2 separate regions of the Anas platyrhynchos genome follow, and region 1 is linked to region 2. A link is a contact called in public Hi-C data. All regions are on one chromosome and are shown on one strand. Each heading gives the region's core, a stretch centred on a gene start, on an enhancer-like site or on the middle of the called end of the contact. The rest is flanking DNA. Distances are from core to core; before and after follow the strand shown. Region 1 overlaps LOC106014785 (a long non-coding RNA gene). Region 2 holds the start of NOG (noggin).

What was found. Hi-C and Micro-C count contacts between places; a contact is called where the count stands out from the background.
Region 1: a Hi-C map of F5 follicle shows a contact between it and region 2, with 2.9 times the contacts expected there. The contact joins the enhancer-like site here to the promoter of NOG in region 2. A contact is called at or near these places in 5 of 8 Hi-C or Micro-C datasets (F5 follicle, liver, skeletal muscle and 2 more).

Annotation. Positions count from the first base shown.
Region 1 is chr19:5,849,409-5,855,370 of IASCAAS_PekinDuck_T2T, reverse strand. It overlaps LOC106014785 (a long non-coding RNA gene), which reads right to left. Exons shown (of 3, transcript XR_001186355.5): 3 at 5,185-5,962. Among named protein-coding and RNA genes, the nearest start is that of C19H17orf67, 33 kb to the left of the region's middle. Within about 2 kb of position 4,485, at least 3 of the 8 cell types and tissues checked have an H3K27ac peak or open chromatin away from gene starts, as enhancers often do.
Region 2 is chr19:5,803,962-5,809,733 of IASCAAS_PekinDuck_T2T, reverse strand. NOG (noggin) reads right to left here and starts at 2,925. Exons shown (of 1, transcript XM_005012255.5): 1 at 589-2,925. The coding sequence starts at 1,903. The coding sequence ends at 1,232.

The DNA of each region.
Region 1 (5,962 bases), core at 3,236-5,735, 44 kb before region 2:
TGTCAGGTAGGGGTAAGCCAGAAAATTGTCCCCTACTGCTAAAACCACCAGAGGCCCCAGGAAAGCCTCGTGTGGGTGGTTGCAGCTGGCCACAAAGTGTCGCTGTTACCCCAGATTTTGGAGCAGATCACTCATCTTTCATGCTACAGCGTTAGGCAGTTGAGAACACAAAACAACTGTCCCCTTAAAATGAAAAATATATGTATTTATCTGGTATCATCTCTTTGTCTTTCCTTTAAAATGCCCAACTTTTTCTCCTCTGTCCTCCCCTCCTCTTTTCTCTTGGGAAACAGGATTCCTAAGCTCTGCTTGGAACCAAAGTTCAGATTTTTTGGCAGCGAGGAGGGACTCAAATGAGAGCTAAATTAAACCTTTTCAAAACTTCCCCAGCCAGCCGGGTAGCAGACAAGAGGCACATTCCAGGACCATGTGGGAGATCTGAGCTGAGGCAGACAGCAGAGGCAGAGGTGATGCTTCCAGCTCGCGCTGAGGTGCCGACCCGTCTGCACTGCCCCAGCAGAGCCCACACAAGGTTCTGTGCTACCGTCCCCACAAAAGTAGGAACCCCCCCAGATATTCTCCTGGCCAGGCAGAACGTTTGTTGATTCCATAAAGCACAGTACAGCAGTGGAGCAGCACACTGGGATTATGGGGTGGATTGATGGAAGTTTAGTACAGATGACAGTGAGCAGAAGCAGCAGCGCTTTCAGTCCGGCTGCAGTCTGAATTTGGGGACAACACGGAAGGCCACACAGAAAAACCCAACAGAAGCAGGCATCCTTACGCCTCCCTGATTGTCTGTTCGAGGCTGCTCAGAACGTACAGAAGACAGGTTTCTGGTTGGGTTGTGGGCAATGGCATCCTCTTGCCATTTCTGTCCTGGCTTTTTTAAAGCAGCTTTGAAGCAGAGCTGAGCAGCACATCCAGCAGAAGGAGGGTTTGAAGAAAAACAGCAAAAAATGTCTTCCTAGAACTGTGCTGAACTTCTGCTGAGAATGCTTAGAAAACTTCAGCTTTGGGAAATTTTACATTTTGTTACAATTTCATAACAGTAGGACATTTATTTGGAAAACATAGAATTTACTGTTTTTTTCTAAGCTTTATACCAAGATTTTCCCCAAGATCAGAGAAAGGGACTCATTTCCATCATTTCCCCATCATTTTTTACACACTGGTTCACTGATTTTTTTTAATCAGTGGGATGGAAACGTTTCATGCAAGATGGGGTCTCACTGCACAGGGGCCACAGCCACATTACACTGACTGCAACTGAGCCACACCTGGGCATACCAACAAAGGAGCCGGTCTATTTTATCCTATTTTCATTGTCTAAATGTTTTTGTACGAACGTTGGAGAAGAATCGCCATTACTGGCCGCTAAGAAGAGGCCAGACAAGCATCCAAAGGCTTGAGGTTTCAGAGCAGGCAGAGGAACAGGACTAGACTCTTTGGGTGTATGATTCTATGGCAACACCACAATCTCTGCAAAACTGTATGGTTTGTTCCCAGAACCATAAATCTAGCCTGGCATCATTGGAAACTCAGTGCTAGAGACCTTGGTTTAATTTCAGATTTACTGCAGTAACCAAAACTGAACAAAGTAAGCCCAAGTCTGAGCCTCCTACCTGAACCTGTGATTTGTGGAGTGAAAGTTGTTTGCATTTTCTGGTACTTACAAATTCCTACTGGATCAGAAATGTCACAATTGTTTTATGTCATGGCTTACAGAAAAAAACAGGAGCCAGAGCTGTTGCCCCAAACAAACTCTTGAGTCTTAGTCTGTTGGTGGGTGATGAAGGAATAGTGCAGTGCACTAATTTTTGTTGAATTATCTAATGTCCTCATGTAAATGAAAGACTGTAGTGTCAGGCAGTAACTGAGCCTTTAATGAGAACATTAATTTCTGCTCTATGATTCAGCATTTTCCTTGATGGTCCCTACCAAAGTTAAGAAGGGCAAAAATATATGCAGCTTTTTATTGACTGATCCCAAGCCCTGTGGAAATGTCCTTCATCTTTAAGAATTAAGGTTCCATCAACTACTGTACCAGTAAGTTAATTAAAATGCATTTACTTATTTTACTCAAATTAATCTATCCAGTTTTATAACTGAAGTCATAGTCAAGTCCACATGCCATTGCTGAACTCTTTACTCTTGGGGTCTGCATACACTAAATAAATATTGGATTCCTAATCAATAGGTCCAAACTAGTGAGTGCCATAAGGCTTGCTGGTCAAAACTGGCATCTCACCACACTGTCTTAAGGCCACCTAGAATTTGAAATTACATTTTAAAAACTGTGTTTAATTTTTACCACATTTAAAGTAGACAATCAAATTGTCTGCAGTAAAGTGTATCTAAAGAGTTCATACCTTCCACTTGAAAAAGCACTGGACAACCTCTTAACGAGATAAGAATCTAATTATATATGTTTAAAATGACATTTAGAGGCCTCAGTACTTTTCATACTCGGTCTCAGATCTTAGAGCTGGCATCTGTTTCTCCTTTTAGTTAAGGAAAGGAAAGACTATTTACATATTCTTAGGAGTATATCTCCAATTAAATCTTTTTCAGAACTGCACTCTCAACATCTCATATTAAGTTTCTTGGCAGACAAGTATCTTTTTCTTTAAGAGATTTATTTATTCAGTTGGATACTTTTTTTCATCCTTTGCCTGGGCATTTGGAGTCTTCAGCCTCACCATCCTATAATTAGAAAAATGACCCTGCTCAGAAGTTTTAGAGCTCTGCTCCAAAATTTATTCACCTTTTTAGTGATGTGGCTTCATCTAGTGACTGCCCTTCTAATAATCTGCAGCAGTAGAGTGGAGTAAATTTAATCAGGGATTTAGAAATTGATGTTATTGTCAAGGACCAACAGCCAAAGCAAGAAACCAGATCACCGAATGATAAATAAGACTTCCACATTTATCATTCAATGAGAGGGGAAGGTGGGTGGGAAAGAAGAGCAGCACAGGGGAAATGCATACTTGTGGAGGACTTTCAGAAGTCACAAGACAGTCCTTTTATAACAAATCCCTTCTATCCAAAGGAAGCATAAACACTTATTTCTACCCCCCAAACCATAGGTACTGTATCCCATTTCCTAGCTTCCCTAATGAAACCTGTATGTATTTTCTATTTAGTTTTCAGATAACGGAGCTGTCTGCTCAGGTGTCTCAGCAGAGACCAAATGATTATATTCGACATCAGCTCCCCGGCGTCTCATCCACCGCCTTCACAGGGTAGAAGAACAGAAGCATATTCTCACTTCTCCAGATATCTGACAAAAGGATGTCTTTTGCAACATGCCAGGAAAGTCAGATCTGGACTACTTTGGACTAGAGTAGGAAGCAGATTCCAGAGTATTTCAGACTCCTCATAAAAGATACTCTGTCAGCACCCTCTGAGTAATGGAGCGGGGCGGATTCCTCCCCCTCTCGCAGTACTGCTGTTGACATCAGCGCCAGCAAGACTCACTGGGTCTGCCCTCGGTGGCACCACTGTGAATCTCATTGACCTCTGAGTTATTCTTCTTTTGCACAACACTGGAATCCAATTTACCAGAAATAGATATTCAGGATTTAGTATCTAAGATCAGTAAAGAGAAGCAGTCTTTGGCCTGTTAGATCTAAACTGCATTTCCTTGTTATAACAAAAGTCCAGATTCAGTCCAAGTCCTTGTTAAGTCCAGGCTCAGCGTTGGTAACACTTCGCTGGTATCCAGCCTTGCCATCCGTACAGCACACAAGCAATGCTATCTGCATTTTCTGACCAATACATGGAGTTCTCAATCTGCCAAAGGTACCAGGGACCAGGTTCAGGTGTGCAGCCTCCATAGCTGTGCTCCCTTCACAGGGGGGGGCCACCAGAGCTACAGAAAAACACGATTCCAGTATGCAGCTGTATAGCCTATAAATCTGACCTGCATTTTCATCAAGGACTTTTGCTCTGAATCGCTCTCGACAGGAACCTCTCTGTTCCCAGCACAGCAGAATGACCATTTTGGTCAGCCCTGAAGTTCGACGAAGTTTTTTCAGCCACTCCCCAGCTCCTGCTTTATGGGAGCGAGGAAATCTTTGTGGTGCTCAGGGACAAACCAGACCACATGATGTCAGTTTAAAGCAAGTCTCTGGCTAAAAACAACAACAACAACAAAAAACAGATTAAACCCCATGACCAAAAAGTCAGCTTGATACAATTTATCATTTGTTTTATGTAAGCTCTGGTCCACAACCAGGAGCTGGAAACCCTTGCCTCAATGTGATGCAGCACATCGATGGCCTGTTCAGAAGCAGGAGGCCTGGAAATAAGCTGTGAGTGATCGGTGCTTTTACTTCTCTTCCTTACTGCTGATTTCAGGGCAATTCCCTCCATGTTACGAACCAGATGAGATTCTGTCTCCAGAGCAAGACAGAGGCTGTAATTCCACCCAGGGGACGGGGTGTGGTTTGCAGACACCGATAAACCACGGCACATCCCCTCTTGTGGTTCATGATGTCATTGGAATGACTCAATACAACTACAGCCTGTGTCAGTCTGCGTGTATATTATTCTACTGAAATTAAAGCTTTTGAAATAGGAGCTTATTGTTTTTAATAACTTCAGTTATATAATTCCTTTCTCATGTTAGTGCTTCAATAAACATTTCTCATGTTAAATTTTACTCCAAACCTATCCTTGCCAGTTTTAGGCTCAGAGCTGATATATTGGAATAATCCTCTTCGTTTTAAGTCCCACAGACACTGCGCTGTTCACATGATGTCATTCTGTGTATATTCCTTCATTTACTACTGGTGAGTCATTATTATCGTAGCTAATAGAAAGAGGATTATCTCTTTATTAAATCAAAGGCATGGCATTTTGTTGTTGGTGGTGGTGTGCCTCCTTGATTTTTAACCCTTTCAATTACATGAGTCAGGATTTTTCGTCATGGGCCGCAGTCAGGAACAAGAACACAGCTGCTGCTAGAAGCTTGCAACAAAGCGGTCAGGGAAATTAAGGTGCAATTCCTTCCTCAGTCATAAACCTCTTGGGTGATCTTGGGTAAGCCACTTGGAACCAAAGCAGCAACAAGTGTCTAAGTCTTTGAGAGTCAGGATCTTAGTCTGACACCTTTTAATTCATAAAATTAATTTGTACCTCAACGGCAGTGTTATGATTATAATATATTACAAAGGCAGCAGCAACACTCATAATAAGGCTTTAATATAAATGAAGTGATCACCATTGTGACAGTCAGAAATACGGCTAGCTGTGAAAGATGTACAAACTCTACCATACAGTTCAGGAAGGCAAATATTCATCCCAGTAATCTTTTCTAGGGAGCAGCTCTCAAGCAATAGAAGTTATTTTTCAGAAGGCTGCAGAGGTATGAAGAACTAAAAGATTAGCTGGAGAAATTAAAAACGTCTGCATTTAATACAGAACCAGTGAGAAACCTGATTTTTTTAATAGGAAATTTCAATGCTTAAAATGTTTTCATTCTAAATTAAAATGACATATTTTCCCCAGGAATCAAGATTTCTAAGGCCTTCCAAGATTTAGAATTAGCTTACTATTTGGCTTAAAGTTAAATCATTTCATTTTGGCAAAGCAAAACCCATTTCAGTACGATTATGTAGAAACAATAAGGTACCGTACTAAACGTGAATACATGTTACTGAATATCTACACTTCCAACCTTAGCATAAACTTAAAACCTAAACATTAATAAAAGTGATAAATTCAAAACAAAATATTTCAACTTCATAAAATCTTCCCTCAAAGCCAAGATGCTTCTTTTTCTTTCTCATGGAAAAAAATTGCCAAAATTGATACCCTCCCTGGAGAAGCATTTCAATGTTAGTGAAACTGCATTTATCAGCAGAAAACTGCTCTGTCAAAAAATTTCAAAGAGCTCTCTAATTTAAACAGTGATTGCTGCTGCGATAGAAACAAAAGCTGTCCATTTGCACTATTG
Region 2 (5,772 bases), core at 1,676-4,175:
GCTGGAGCCGGGGCAGCGGCGTCCCGGGCCGGGCCGTGCCGGGCCGTGCCGAGCCGGGAGGGGCCGGGCCAGCCGGGCCGTGCCCCTCCGGACCGGGCCGTGCCCGGGAGGATGCCCCGGAGGCCGGCGGGTGCCCGCAGGGTTCCCGGGTTGCCTCCGGCCGGGAAAACTGTGCGAGGATCAGCCTAACGCCGTGTGCCCGCTGCAACCCCCCAAAGCCCAAGGGTCAAGTTTCAGCAGTGTCCCACCACAATGGTAGGTGTGAAAGACACGTGTCCCGCTGTAAATGAAATGTCAAGCGGTTACAAAAAAAAAAAAAAAAAAAAAAAGCAGCAGCCCGAGGCCGGCGGGCGGTGCGGGTCCGCCCCAGGGGCGCGGCGGGCAGCGGGCGGCCCCCAGCGGGGCGAGCGGGACCCCCCCGGGGCGCTGCGGGGCTAGGGGGGGCCGGGGGGGATCTGCTGCCCTCCGGCACCGGCGCCCGGCACGTTCCCACCCCCCCGGCGCCCAGCGAGGGGAGAAGAAAGTGTCCCGTGTGTGCGTCCCCCCCCGGGGGCGGCCCGAGCAGAGAGCAAACAGACTGCGGACGGCTCGTGTTTTAGTGGTTGACTTTAATTCTGCGCTGCGCTTTTACTACAGGGATATAAAGAATAAATAGCAGATACTCTTCATTTACATAGGATTAAGTCATTCAAACTGTTCTCTCTATTTACAATAACGTTGTGCTCTAGGCGTTTATTCTTTTTTTTTTTTTTTTTTTAATCTAAAGTCCATAAGGAGGAAGAAGAAACACACACACACACACGCTTTCCGTATAATGGAAAATAGCTTTAAAACGTTTTCTTATCAAAAAGTTTGGTTTGTATTTTTTAATCCTTTTATTAAAAAAAAAAAAAAAAAAAAGAAAACACACAACAGCAACCCCAACCTACTTCGCCAAAGCGAAGCAACTTCTCTCTGGAATATAAATACCAAAAAAAAAAAAAAAAAAAAGATACATTAGCAACGATCAGGGTAATAGTCTTAAAAATACAGTAGACGCTGATTATTTCACGTATAATACTGACCTTTTAATAGTATATTAAAACGGTGCCATATATACACACAATATACATTCTCCTACACGTTACAGTGCATTACAACGTTAACCAGAAAGCAAGTGTCTTTTATTTTTGTTGCAGCAAAGGTCCACGTGAGTCCGCCAGGGAAGGGGCGAGAAGGGCGAGCGGCAGCCCTAGCAGGAGCACTTGCACTCCGAAATGATGGGGTACTGGATGGGTATCCATGTGCACCTCTGCCCTCCCCGACGCTGGCACCTCCACCTCAGGATCGTTAAATGCACGGACTTGGCAGGTTTGCAAACCATGCCTTCTGGGACTGAACAAGACCTTTTACTGTAGCAGCTGCCCACTTTGACGTACCGGGGCCAAAAGCGGCTGCCGAGATCGTTCCACGTGTATAGGACCGGGCAGAAGGTCTGGGACCAGAGCCACATCTGCAGCTTCCTGCGCAGCTTCTTGCTCAGCCTGTGCTTCTTGCCCGGCTGCAGCCCGTCGTAAAACTCCAGCCCTTTGATTTCGCTGGGCATCGCTCCCGAGGGTCTCTGCCTGAGCAGCAAGTCCAGCTCGGCTAGATCGTCCACCCCGAGCCGGTCCTCGGGCAGGGAAATAGCCATAAAGTTAGGGTCGAAGTGTCCGCCCATGAGGTTCCTTAGCAAGGTCTCGTTAAGATCCTTCTCCTTGGGGTCGAAGATAGGGTCCGGGTGCTCGATTAGATCCACCAAGGGCAAGTTGTCGCTGGGAGCCGGTCGGATGTGCAGATAGTGCTGGCAGGCGCCTTGCTCTAGCCGGAGACCCAGCAGAACCACCAAGGCGTATATAGTCACAAGGCACTGGGAATGATCCATCCTTGGGAGACCGGTGGGGGGGGGGAGAGGGGGGCTGGGTTCACCAAACGGCAGGGGAAGAAGGTGCGAGCAAATGCATCAGAAAACTTGTACGGGGATATCCAAAATAGCTTGTCTTTACGGGGGATTCCCTCCGCTCCCCGCGCCACCAGCAAAGACGGCCCCCGAATATGCCAGGAGAGCAAGCCCCCTGCAAACACTCTCTCTTGCAAGCCTCTCTGTAAAATTTCTCCTGGTGGAGCCGCTCCAAAATTCTGCCGCTGCTGCTGCTTCTCTTCGCCCTCCCCGGGCAGTGGAGATGCCGCTTTTTGTTGGGAATTCTGCTCGCTGCTGCAGCTCCGCGTTGTCTGCCCGTGCGTGTGGAAGAAGTTGTTGCCGATTCTTCCTCTCCGTTCCTCTCCGCCGTTCGCAAAGCAGCCTCCTCAGCAGCAACAGCAGCCACGCACGTTGGCACCAGTTTGTCTGCTTTGCAAGGACCCAAAGCCTTTAAATTTCCTGCACTTTCAGCTTCATCTCCATGGAAACCACAGACTCTCTTCTAACCCACCCCACCCCCCTTAAAAAAAGAACCACCACACACACAACGCAACCCCCACTCCCACAAAAGTCCAGGAGAGCTTCCCCCTTCCCACCCGGCAGACACCCTCTGCTGGGGAAGGCTGCAGGCGGGAGCCGCCGCCGCCTCCCCCCCGCCGCCCGCCGCCGCCGCGCCCCGGGAGATGCTGCAGGGGCTGGGGCTGGGGCTGGGACGGGGACGGGGGCAAGGACGGGGGCAGGAGCAGGGCTAGGAGCAGGGGCAGGGGTAGGAGCAGGGCTAGGGGTGGCCTTGGCGCCGGTCACCCCATGGGCGCAGCGCTGCTGGCGGCGGAGCGCAGCCTGCCCCGCTCCTGCTCCCCTGCCCCGGCCAGCGCTACCTGGCCGCCGGGGAGGGGGGACCGGGGGGGTCCTTGCTCTAATTCCCACTGCGTGCCCGGCCGGGGGGCCGCTGCCGGCACCTTCCCGGGCGGAGCGAGCCCTCTGCTGGCGGCGCCGCTCCGCTCCGCACCGCGCCGGGCACGGGCAGGGCGAGCGGGGCCGCCCCGGGCAGCGCAGCCACCGGCACAACGGGGAGCCCCGAGGAGCTCGGCTCGGCCACAGAAAGCGGCTCCGGGAGCGAAACGGGAGGCCGGGGGAGGCGGCGGGGAGAGCCCCGGGGGTGCCGGCGGTTCTGCGGGGGGCTGGGGCCGGGGGCTGCGCGGAGGGATGCCCCGAAGCCCCCCAGCACCGGCGGCAGGAGCGGGCCCGCGGCCGGGGTAAGTGCCCCTCGGTAAGGGCAGGCAGGCGGCCGGCTGGCAGGGAAGGCTGCTGAGATCTCGGGACAATCGCCTCGAGTGCTCGCATGCCGCTGCTGCAGGCGCTCGGGAGTCTGAGTTTAATGGGGCTGAAGCTTTGCCATTTCTCCTAAATTATGTATGCGTTTGTTTAAGTGTTACTCTTCAAACTTAGGGTCTTAAGGAAAGCAATGTATAGACTGTATTAGCCAGGGTGAGCTGTTTGTCTGAGTTAACTGTATTTTTGACACCTATTTTCACTCCCTAAGCTAAACTTCGTGCAATGCTGCTTTAAATCTTACTTTTGTTTATTCCTGAGCAGGTAGGGCATTTTATAAACCCTACAGGACTGAAATAACTGTCATGAAAAGTATGGAAAGCCAACCCACGCTCTGCACTGGAAAAGGAGCCTCATGGTGACACTTGCCACTACCATGTCAGCGCAGGATCTGCTGGAGTTTTAGAAGGTATTTTTTCACCTAGTAATTCAGGTCTCTACCTTCATCCAGAACCTGATGAACGTTCATCGCTGAAACTTGGCATTCAACTTGTCCATGTGCAAAGGGAGAAGCCACACCTCCAGTCTTTCAAAATAAGATCCCCCAAAATTCAAGGAGCAGCAATTGACCAGGAAACGAAGATGAACTTTGTGCTGGATTTGGTCTTCAACTGGATGTGACTTGGTTACTTAACTGTCTGCCAGCAGGACACAGAGGTGCTCAGGTCTGCACAGACCCAGCAGGTTGCTCAGGTGCTGCTGCTTCTGGCTCAGGTTCTCCATGCGGGTCTTGGCCTGTTCACGTGCTGGTTCCACTCCTGCCTGCTGGGAGATGCCTCTTGGAAGCAGGTCCTCTGTCCCAGAGCTGAGCTGGTGAAGGTCTGTTCATCCCCTCTCATTCCTTCACCCTCCTTTTTTTGGTCACCCCGCAGGACAAAATGGAATGGTGTTTCAGAGCCTAAGCCCACACTCAGCACTCATCGGCTGATCCACGTCCCGGCAGCGGAAGCAATGCTGGGTTCTGTCAAGGAACAAGGATGTGAAACCACCGATGTACCTGCTCAGCTGCGCTGCTGCAGCACCGCTCTGTTTTGTAGTATTGCCTGGTGTGCCTTATTTCAGGAGGGAGAGGTGGTGAGGATGGGCGATGAATCCTAGCAAGGGGTTAATGGTTTTTGGGTTGCCTGCTTGTCTGGCTCTTTCCTCACTATCTTCCTTCCTCTGGCCAGTCTCATTTCACAGGGAGAACTGGAACTGTTTGGGGAGGGATTTCATTCAGGCTGTGACTTCTGACCAACTACAAAAATGGGAATGTGCAGTGTTATGTGTCCGAGGAATAGAGAAAGCGTTCCTCTTTGGATCCCCTCCTCCTTTCTCCTTTCTTTTGTGAGTCTTTGTTGACACACTTCCACTTCTTTCTAAAAGAGTTCTATGAAAGTAGTCAAATATTAGGTTGGATCAGATTGTTTTCCCAATGAAATTACTGCGAAAATTTGCTACTGGTACGGGCCAGTTCCTCTTCGTTGTGTACATGGCGATGCTGGCCAAGGAAAAGCTGGGAAAGGTTGTAACCTGTAGCTCTCTGCAAATGTTTGGGAATTTGCTCTTAAACTACCTTGTTTAAACAAAGGCGCAAAACCCAACAATAGGTTAAAGCACAAGTGTTTTGAAGAGAAAGCAAAAATTCTGAAGTTAGAGTGTGATGTCTTGTATTTCTCCTTTAGTAATAAATTTGGTTTTACTCAGCTCAGTTAAAAACACTTTTTTAACTACCAGTCTCAGAGTCTAAAAATAAAGCCTATAAAGCTTGTGTCCTGTCTGCTTCATGCCAGGTGTGTGTTTAAGATTCTAATTCAAAACCACGCTCCCAAGGAGGCACTCAGAGCCCTTATGCTGCTGCCCCCAGTTGCAGGTAGGAGGAAGGACGGACAGGCTGCCTCCCACATGGCCTGAGCGGGGCAGGCTGGGGCCTGGGAACTCCTCCGGCACAGGTGCCTGCGTGGGGAGCACCACGCTCCTGGCGAGGCTGCGAGAGCTCGAGGGAAGCAGAAGTGACAGAAGTCGCTCGTGGCCCAAGAATTTCTTGGTGGAATGGCTGATAGCAGGACTGGGGAAGAGCTGCCAGTAACAGCTCTGCCAGAAGCCTCTGGGTCAGAGGGAAAAGAGATTTGGATGCCCATCAAACGGGTTCAGTGCAGGGTTTGCTGAAAACAGCAGTAAATGGAGCTCAGAGGTAAAGGGCCTGATCCAGACTCTGTGTATGATGCCAGCCCTGCCTGGTATAGGGATAGAGGCCAGCGGCTCATAGAGGCCTTAGCTGGTCACTCTACTGGCAGTGGAGCATGAAGCAGAGGAGGAAACAACTCCTTTCGCCTCAGCTTTATTGGTTCTGGAGTGCTGACAGTAGTAAAAATGTGTTTTTTCAGTAGACAAAGCAAATACAACTTTCAAGGCATGCAGGAAGCCAATGTGGGCAAGGCTGAGATACTGCTTCTGCAGGGTCACATCTCTGATGAGGAGAGAAGAGGTATGCAGCCTGCCCCGTTAGGACTCTGGAGGCA